Linked DNA regions of Rattus norvegicus: region 2 is linked to region 1. Evidence: chromatin contacts called from public Hi-C data. All regions are on one chromosome and are shown on one strand. Each heading gives the region's core, a stretch centred on a gene start, on an enhancer-like site or on the middle of the called end of the contact. The rest is flanking DNA. Distances are from core to core; before and after follow the strand shown. Region 1 holds the start of Ptger3 (prostaglandin E receptor 3). Region 2 has its middle 34 kb from the start of Lrrc40.

Evidence for each region. Hi-C and Micro-C count contacts between places; a contact is called where the count stands out from the background.
Region 2: a contact with region 1 is called in a Hi-C map of hepatocytes, with 2.3 times the contacts expected there. The contact joins the enhancer-like site here to the promoter of Ptger3 in region 1. A contact is called at or near these places in 9 of 12 Hi-C or Micro-C datasets (the A7r5 cell line, the Rat2 cell line, Schwann cells and 5 more).

The regions. Positions count from the first base shown.
Region 1 is chr2:249,263,297-249,267,211 of GRCr8, forward strand. It overlaps Ptger3 (prostaglandin E receptor 3), which reads left to right and starts at 1,786. Exons shown (of 3, transcript NM_012704.1): 1 at 1,786-2,698. The coding sequence starts at 1,871.
Region 2 is chr2:249,792,069-249,795,983 of GRCr8, forward strand. It overlaps a transcript of Lrrc7 not described here. Among named protein-coding and RNA genes, the nearest start is that of Lrrc40, 34 kb to the left of the region's middle. Within about 2 kb of position 2,018, at least 14 of the 93 cell types and tissues checked have an H3K27ac peak or open chromatin away from gene starts, as enhancers often do. A contact at or near this core is called in hepatocytes and liver, where this site is marked.

The DNA.
Region 1 (3,915 bases), core at 536-3,035:
GAATTGTTCCTGTCTGAAAGAACTGCAGGTGAAAAATGGAGAAGAGGAAGTGATCAGCACACATTGGGATCCAGCTCAAGGGGAAGTTCCAAGGCCTGACACTATTACTGATACTGTGGTGTGCTTACAAACAGGAGCCTAGCATGACTACCCTCCAAAAGGCCCAACAAGCAGCAGCTGATATTTAAACCCAACCAATGGACAGAAGCTGGTAACCCTTGTGGTTGAATGAGGGAAAGCTGGAAGAAGCTTAGGAGGAGGTTGATCCTGTAGGAACAGATCTCTCAGACAATAAGCCACCAACCAGGCAGCTGAGGTCCCCAAAACATGTACAGCAGAGGACTGCCGGATCTTGATTCAGTGAGAGAAGATGCACTTATGCCTCGAAAAAGATTTGAGGCCCCCCGGGAGTGGGGAGGTCTGGTGGGGTAGGGGTTGGGGGTAGGGACATCCTTTTGGAGGAAACAAAACAAAACAAAACAAAACCAAACCAAAAAACTCTTTAATATAGAATAGTGCATGTTAGCCTTTTAGCCACTAGAGGGGAGTGTTGTTTCAGATGAACTAAGGCAGATAGCAAAGGAACCAACAGGAAATCAACCAGAAGAACCTACAAGTTACTTATTTGCAAGCTTAACAGCTAAAACGTAGATAACTCTGACTGGAAAATGCCTCAAGAAGGGAAGGGTTTCTGAAACTTTGTTAAGAGATTAACCATCTTTGTCAACACAAGTTCTCATGGTGGGCATTCTCAGTAAGCGTTAGGGCGCTGGGAAATGCTAGCCACTCAAAGGAAGACCTGATTTGGGATTCCCAACACCTGAGTAAAATAAAGCTGGCTGCTGGGCTGGGGTGTGCGAGGCCTTACCAGGCTGGTGGGAGTCACAGTGGAAGATACCCGATGCTGAAGTCTGACCTCAATGTAAATATGCTCAGACTCACACTCACATAACACACACACACACACACACACACACACACACACACACACACACACACTGGGGTAGAACATAGAGAGGGAGACAATAATGTAAATAAGTCAGTTAATAAATATACAATTCTTTGATATAACTAAGAATTTTTCTTTGATGTATGAATTCCAAAATGCTCTTAAAATTTAAATATATCATTACACTGGAATGCCTCAGTGAAAATGTGAATTTGATATGTGCTCTCACCTGTGTGCTTACTTGGTTTTGGTTTTGCACTTTTAAACTGACATTATCCTAGAAAAATACTTTACCAATATGAGTTTGGAATTAGTCCAAAGTAAATAAGGCAATAGTTTGAGGAAGACAAGACACAAGCTTATCTCTATTCTTTCCCAGCTGTGGGTATCTATCTATCTAAATTATATACTATATAGAAAAATATATAAAGTAAAAAATATATTTCCTAAATTATATATATATATATATATATATATATATATATATATATATATCAACTTCAATGATAGCCAAACATGAGAAGAAATCAGCATTGCGATTCACGCAGATACTAATATGTCAGATTTCGCCTATCATGTATCATGTAACATGTTACAGTATCATGTAACCCAAAGGCTGTTGAGCACTTTACAGAGTCCCAGAGTTGAAGAGGCAGCCTAGGGGGCGCGGCGCCAGGTAATCCCGGCTGACACCGCCCTTTGCCTGCCCACTCGCGGCACCGCCCCTCGAGCTCCAAGGCGCGGGAGGAGCCTCGCGCGGCGTCGGGCGACGCCTGTCCAGTCCCCGCAGCCTAGCGCGGGCGGCGGCGGGCGATGGAGAGCAGAGCCCCGGGCCCCGCCGTCCTCCAGCGCGCTCCGCTGCAACCCCGCAGCTGAGCCCAGAGGCTCCGGCCCTGTGCGCCCTACCGCGGCCCCGCCACTATGGCCGGCGTGTGGGCGCCGGAGCACTCGGTTGAAGCGCACAGCAACCAGTCAAGTGCTGCCGACGGCTGCGGCTCTGTGTCCGTGGCCTTCCCCATCACCATGATGGTCACTGGCTTCGTGGGCAACGCGCTGGCCATGTTGCTTGTGTCGCGCAGCTATAGACGCCGGGAGAGCAAACGCAAAAAGTCTTTCCTGCTGTGCATTGGCTGGCTGGCGCTCACCGACTTGGTGGGGCAGCTCCTGACCAGTCCGGTGGTCATCCTCGTGTACCTGTCGCAGCGACGCTGGGAGCAACTCGACCCATCGGGGCGCCTGTGCACCTTCTTCGGGCTGACCATGACAGTGTTCGGACTGTCCTCGCTCTTGGTGGCCAGCGCCATGGCCGTGGAGCGCGCCCTGGCTATCCGTGCGCCGCACTGGTATGCCAGCCACATGAAGACTCGCGCCACGCGCGCGGTACTGCTGGGTGTGTGGCTGTCTGTGCTCGCCTTCGCGCTGCTGCCTGTGCTGGGCGTGGGCCGCTACAGCGTGCAGTGGCCCGGCACGTGGTGCTTCATCAGCACCGGGCCGGCGGGCAACGAGACTGACTCTGCGCGGGAGCCGGGCAGCGTGGCCTTTGCCTCCGCCTTCGCCTGTCTAGGCTTGCTGGCTCTGGTGGTGACCTTTGCCTGCAACCTGGCGACCATCAAAGCCCTGGTGTCCCGCTGCCGGGCCAAAGCCGCCGCCTCGCAGTCCAGCGCCCAGTGGGGCCGGATCACCACGGAGACGGCCATCCAGCTTATGGGGATCATGTGTGTACTGTCCGTCTGCTGGTCGCCGCTATTGGTAAGTAGTTGGTACAGTGGGAACTTGTAGCGAGCGGTAAATGGAGGGAGACTTTCTGCTGCTCTTGCAGCCCAGGGTTGCAGCCTCCAGTCAAGTGCCTCAGCCGCTTGTGAAGCTTCCAAGAGCCAGTTGAGTCCGCCCTGGCTTGCCAGGCGCTTGTGAAGATTCGAACAGCCTGCGCACAGAGGTGAGCAGACGTTGCTCAAGCCAGTGCAGACTGACTTTGCCCTTTGTGTTTTGAATGGAGATGTGATGACAACTCAAGCCCAACTTGTGTTTTAGTTTTAATCCCGCTGAGACAGTTCGGTACCTGAGAGCCAGGCAAGTCTGCGCTCCTACACCTTCAGCCACACGGTTACCCCATCCTCTCCAGCGATTTCTTGGCACGCTGTCGCTCTGTGCCAGCGCTAAAGGTTCTCAGGTAGCTACTGTCTGCAGGGAGGGGCGGAAGGCAGAGTTGCTGCAGCCCCTAGGAAGCCGGTAGGTAGTGTGTACACCGAAGTGGAGGACTCTCCAATAACAAACCCCCCCACACACACACACAATAACACCATCACCTTTTGGTGAGTGGTCACTGGGGTCTTGTGCCCCACCCCCATCCTTATGGAGGGAATGTCAGATCTTTGCAATTCCAGGGACAGGAGGTAAGGGTTTCTTGGTCCTTGGTTCCCCCCATGCTATCCATCACAGAACTACCCAGAGGAAGCTGTGCTTCCGCATGCTCCCTATCCCCAACTCTCACATGGTGCTTTTGAGGTTTTCTTCTGTAGCACTTGTAGCTAGAAACTTCTGTGGATAAGTGTGGTTTGCTAATTCTTGAAGAATGGATGCTTACTTAGGACTCATAGAGCCTGGCTTAATGTGCAGAGCAGCATCCCCATAGTGCAGCACAGTTATCAACCATTACATAGTAGACTCGATCCTCTCCCTCTCCCTCTCCCTCTCCCTCTCCCTCTCCCTCTCCCTCTCCCTCTCCCTCTCCCTCTCCCTCTCCCTCTCCCTCTCCCTCTCCCTCCCCCTCTCTCTTTCCCTCTCTGTTCTCTTTTCCCTCCCCTTCTCTGATCCCCTCCTCCTCTCTGTTCCCCTCCCCCTCCTCTTAGCTCCTTCACCCTCTCCCTCTCCCTCTCCTATCCCCCTCTCGATTCTCTTTCTCTCACACACATCATTTAACAAATTTGTCATTTCAACCATTTACATGTACAGTTCAGTGAGGTCAG
Region 2 (3,915 bases), core at 768-3,267, 530 kb after region 1:
ACAATGTGGTTTGTCCATGTGTCAAGTACCTTCCTTAGTCTAGCTATCAGGCGGTTCGGCTGACCTGCAGTGCCCAGGCATTATGCAACCTCGAAACTCCAGCTGTGCAAAACAAACTAGCAAAGAAAAATGCGTGTCTAAGAGACACAAAACCTGAGTTGCAATAAAAGGTTTTAATAAACTTCTTAATATAGGAAAATAACCTTTGAACAGCCAAAAATACATTTATACAAGCGGCTTAGTGCTTAAGTGTCTCATAAGACTAAGCAAAAAGATCATTTACATTTGATCGTTTTTCCTAACTGTAGTTGAGATAACCACCTTTTATTTAATATCTATTTCATTCCCCTGAATTCATCAGTTTTTCTTTAAAAAAAAAAATCTACACATATCTGGGTAAGTCCTTCTGACGGTAGACCTGTTGCTTCTGGATACTGAAGCAGTGGTTGGGACTGCCAATGTCAAGCCATGATGGAGCCTAAAGCTTAAAACAAACGTTTAATCTTGGGGTTGGGCTTTCTGCCTATTCCTCTTACCTTTATCTCTACATTCCATTTCTTTAGCTTCAGTGGGCCTTTTACGTGCTAGTCCTTCCTATGTAGCCCACACTGGCCTCAAACTTGTAATCCTCCTGCCTTTGACCTCCATTGCTGGGATCGTATGCACACATGGCCAAGCTTGATGCAATCGCTTGCTCTTACACACTTGGTCACAAATTGTCTGAACCGAAGCAGCCCCCTCCCCCATACAGGGAGCATGTCGCCTGCTTTCCACCGGAGTCTGCTCCTTTTCAAGAGCTTAGAGCTTGCTTGGCCTTTTTGCCATTGACTTACTGGGAGGAAAACTGCTTAAGTGCCTCTCCTCTCCTCTCGCCATCAGACACTGATGTGAGGCTCGTTTCAGGGCATGTCGATTTCCTCAGACACACCGGGTGGTTTTGATAGAGATTGAAAGTTGTCTTCTGTACATCCCTGATAGACACATTCACATTTTTGACACTTGGAATGGGGAAGCCATGAGAACCCAAAGGTTAAATCCTTGAAGCTGTAGCTGCCTGGAAGGCCTCTGCATGTTTTTGTTTTTGTTTGCTTTTTTTTTTTTTTTTTTTTTTTTTTTTTCTGTAAGAGCTTTGCTGGGGGATGGGATAGGAAATCAATATAAGAGGTAAGAAGATGTCATTAGCAAGAGAACTCCAGTCTTTGCATGTTCAGGTGGCACTTGCCTGGAAAGGAATTTATATTGTGATCAACGCTAAGAGTTACACTTTCTCTGCCAACAGACCTGTTGTCATGGGAACTAATGCACGAAAATGAAAATATGACAAAGAGTGAAGAATTAAATTGGAAAAAAATGATAAGGAGTTATTTCTACATTGCCATTTAAGCCTTTGGGATTTAAAATGTTACTCATCTGGTGAGATCAATGAAAATGGCCAGAATGACTTGGCAGATGCAGGAAGAAAGCAGCAAGCCTATTTGGTTAAAGGAACTCTGTAAAACTTAGTTCCTTCCCTGATAAGTTAAGGTTTTCAGCCCCTATGTGAATTGTGTGGGTAAGCAGGCAGCCTGCAGAAGACTTACAGCCTGGCGTACCACCTGACAGGATTACTGCATACCTCACTTTATTGCTTGAAGCAGCCTCCCAAGAAAAAGCCAGAGAACATCAACAAAAGCCATGATTTAAAAATCCTCCCTTTCCCCTGTCAGGCAACCACCTGAGAATTTAGTTTTCAGGGAAATAAGAATTTATTTCTCTTCCCTTGCTCAAAGGCTCCCTGAGCTGTTGTCATCTTCAAGCCAGCCTGCTGGGAAGTTGGCAGTGAGGACCTAGCAATTTCAACCCTGATATGGGTTGTGAGTCTGCATTTGTGCTCCTGTGAGCCACTCCCCTTGTCCTCCTAGCTTCCCCAAAAAGCTACTTTTCCTTCCCAAAAGCTACTTTCACAAGCCTTGGCTACGACAGATCCTAAAATGCACCATGACACATGCAGAAGGTCCAAGGGAGGTCACTCAGCCGCTTCTGAGAGCTGATTTCCAAATCATAGCGACGGCTTTCATTTGCCCTCACCTAGTGAGTGACCTTTCAAATACACATTACAAAACCGACCATTACATTCACCAGGCATGGAGTCTGAGCAGTATGGACAGTTGGAGCTAAGCTATGGTCAGGAAGTGATCTTCAGTGTCTAACAGAAAATAATCTGACTGAAGCAGCACCCTGCGAAACATTTCTCTAGAAGCCTTGATTTAGCTGTGACTTCCTGACCTTCCTCTAACCTTCCTCTAGCTGTTCCTCTAACCTTCCGTTAGAGCTCCTTACTAAAGCCTTTGACAATGTTCAGAGTTCTTCAGAGACTTCTGGAATCTGTGAGGGACCTGGCCACTCAGGATGATAAACAGGTTGGAGCACAAAATCTGGTGTATGGAGACTAAATGTCTTTCTATTCCTACCACCAATGAAGGTCAGGATTAAATAATCCAATGAGGGACTAATCCTGACAGCCCCATGGAGCGCTGCTGTTACTGATCATTCTTTGGGGTAAACCTGAGCCCCTCTGAGAGGCCACCCATCTACTGTGTATAGGAATTTTACCACATCCATCCCACAGACGAATGTTCCAAACCATGAGAACTCCTGTAAGGTGCTAAGAACTAAGATTCTAGTCCACTTTCTTCTGCATGTGTGTCTTTGGTTTTATCACATGTGTGCATGTATCTGTGGGGAGGCCTAAAGTTATTGTCAAATATTTTCCCCAATCTCTTTCCACCTTATATTTAGGAGAGCAGGGCCTTCCATTTGAAGTCAGAGCTAATCCAGCTAGCACTGTTGTGTGGTGTGTGTGTGTGTGTCTGTGTGTGTGTGTGTGCGCGCGCGCTGTCACTTGTCTTTGCTTTCTGAGACAAGGAATGATAGGAGGCTGTCATGCCTGCCCAGATTTATATGTTTTCTGAGGGTCCTGACGTAAGCCCTCATAGTTGTGCAGTCAACCCCTTACATACTGAGCCATTTCCCAAGGCTCTTCTCTATTTTTTTTTCAAACATTTAATTTCTTCTCTCCATTTCTTTGGTGGCTGTTTAAGAGATTCTCTGTGATGTCAGATGCCTTAGTGTGGCTGACACAACTTGGAGTTGCTTTTATCATTTGTCATGTATCAGTACACCATTAAAAATAAAAAAGAACAGTCTGTTTAACAAAGTATATTGTTTTTCACTTCCCCAAATGTTTGGGTGATTCTAAAGTCTGGTTTAAGAGATGACAGTGTCCATGGAGCAGGAACTATCAACTTTCTACAACAAGTAGACTTTCCGTTACTGGCCAATACAGCTGTGGGGTGTGTTTCAGTGCCTCCCAACCTAGATATCTAGAATGCTTAAAGTAGTACCTGGAGGTCAGGAAATACTTTAAGTATTTTCAAAACTCAATCTCATTAATTTTTTATTTTCTTGGAGTTTTTGAGACAGGGTTTCTCTGTTAGCCCCGGCTATCCTGGGACTCATTCTGTAGACCATGTTGGCCTTGAACTCCAATATCCACCTGCTTCTGCCCCCAAGTGCACAATCTCGTTTTCAAATGCAGCTATGTTTCTGCTAAACATTTCCTAACTTAATACACAGATACACTAAGTCACTCTAGCTCTTCACCATCAAGGGTAGCTGTGTGATCACATCTGAATGCATCCTAAGTTACTACTGCTGCCCCAACCCTGGACTACTCAAGGAAGTAAAACAAACAAACAAAAAACCAAAAAGCCCTGTTCTTCTTGCCATGTAACACAATGGCAGGAGAGACTTTGTGTGGGAACTTGGGGAGTTATCGATAATGTGGATAAGACAGCTGAAAGGGTCACTGCTGGACCACCCTTAGAGAAGAGTCCTCTAGGACCAAACACTAATAACTTCAGCTGCTTATGAGCT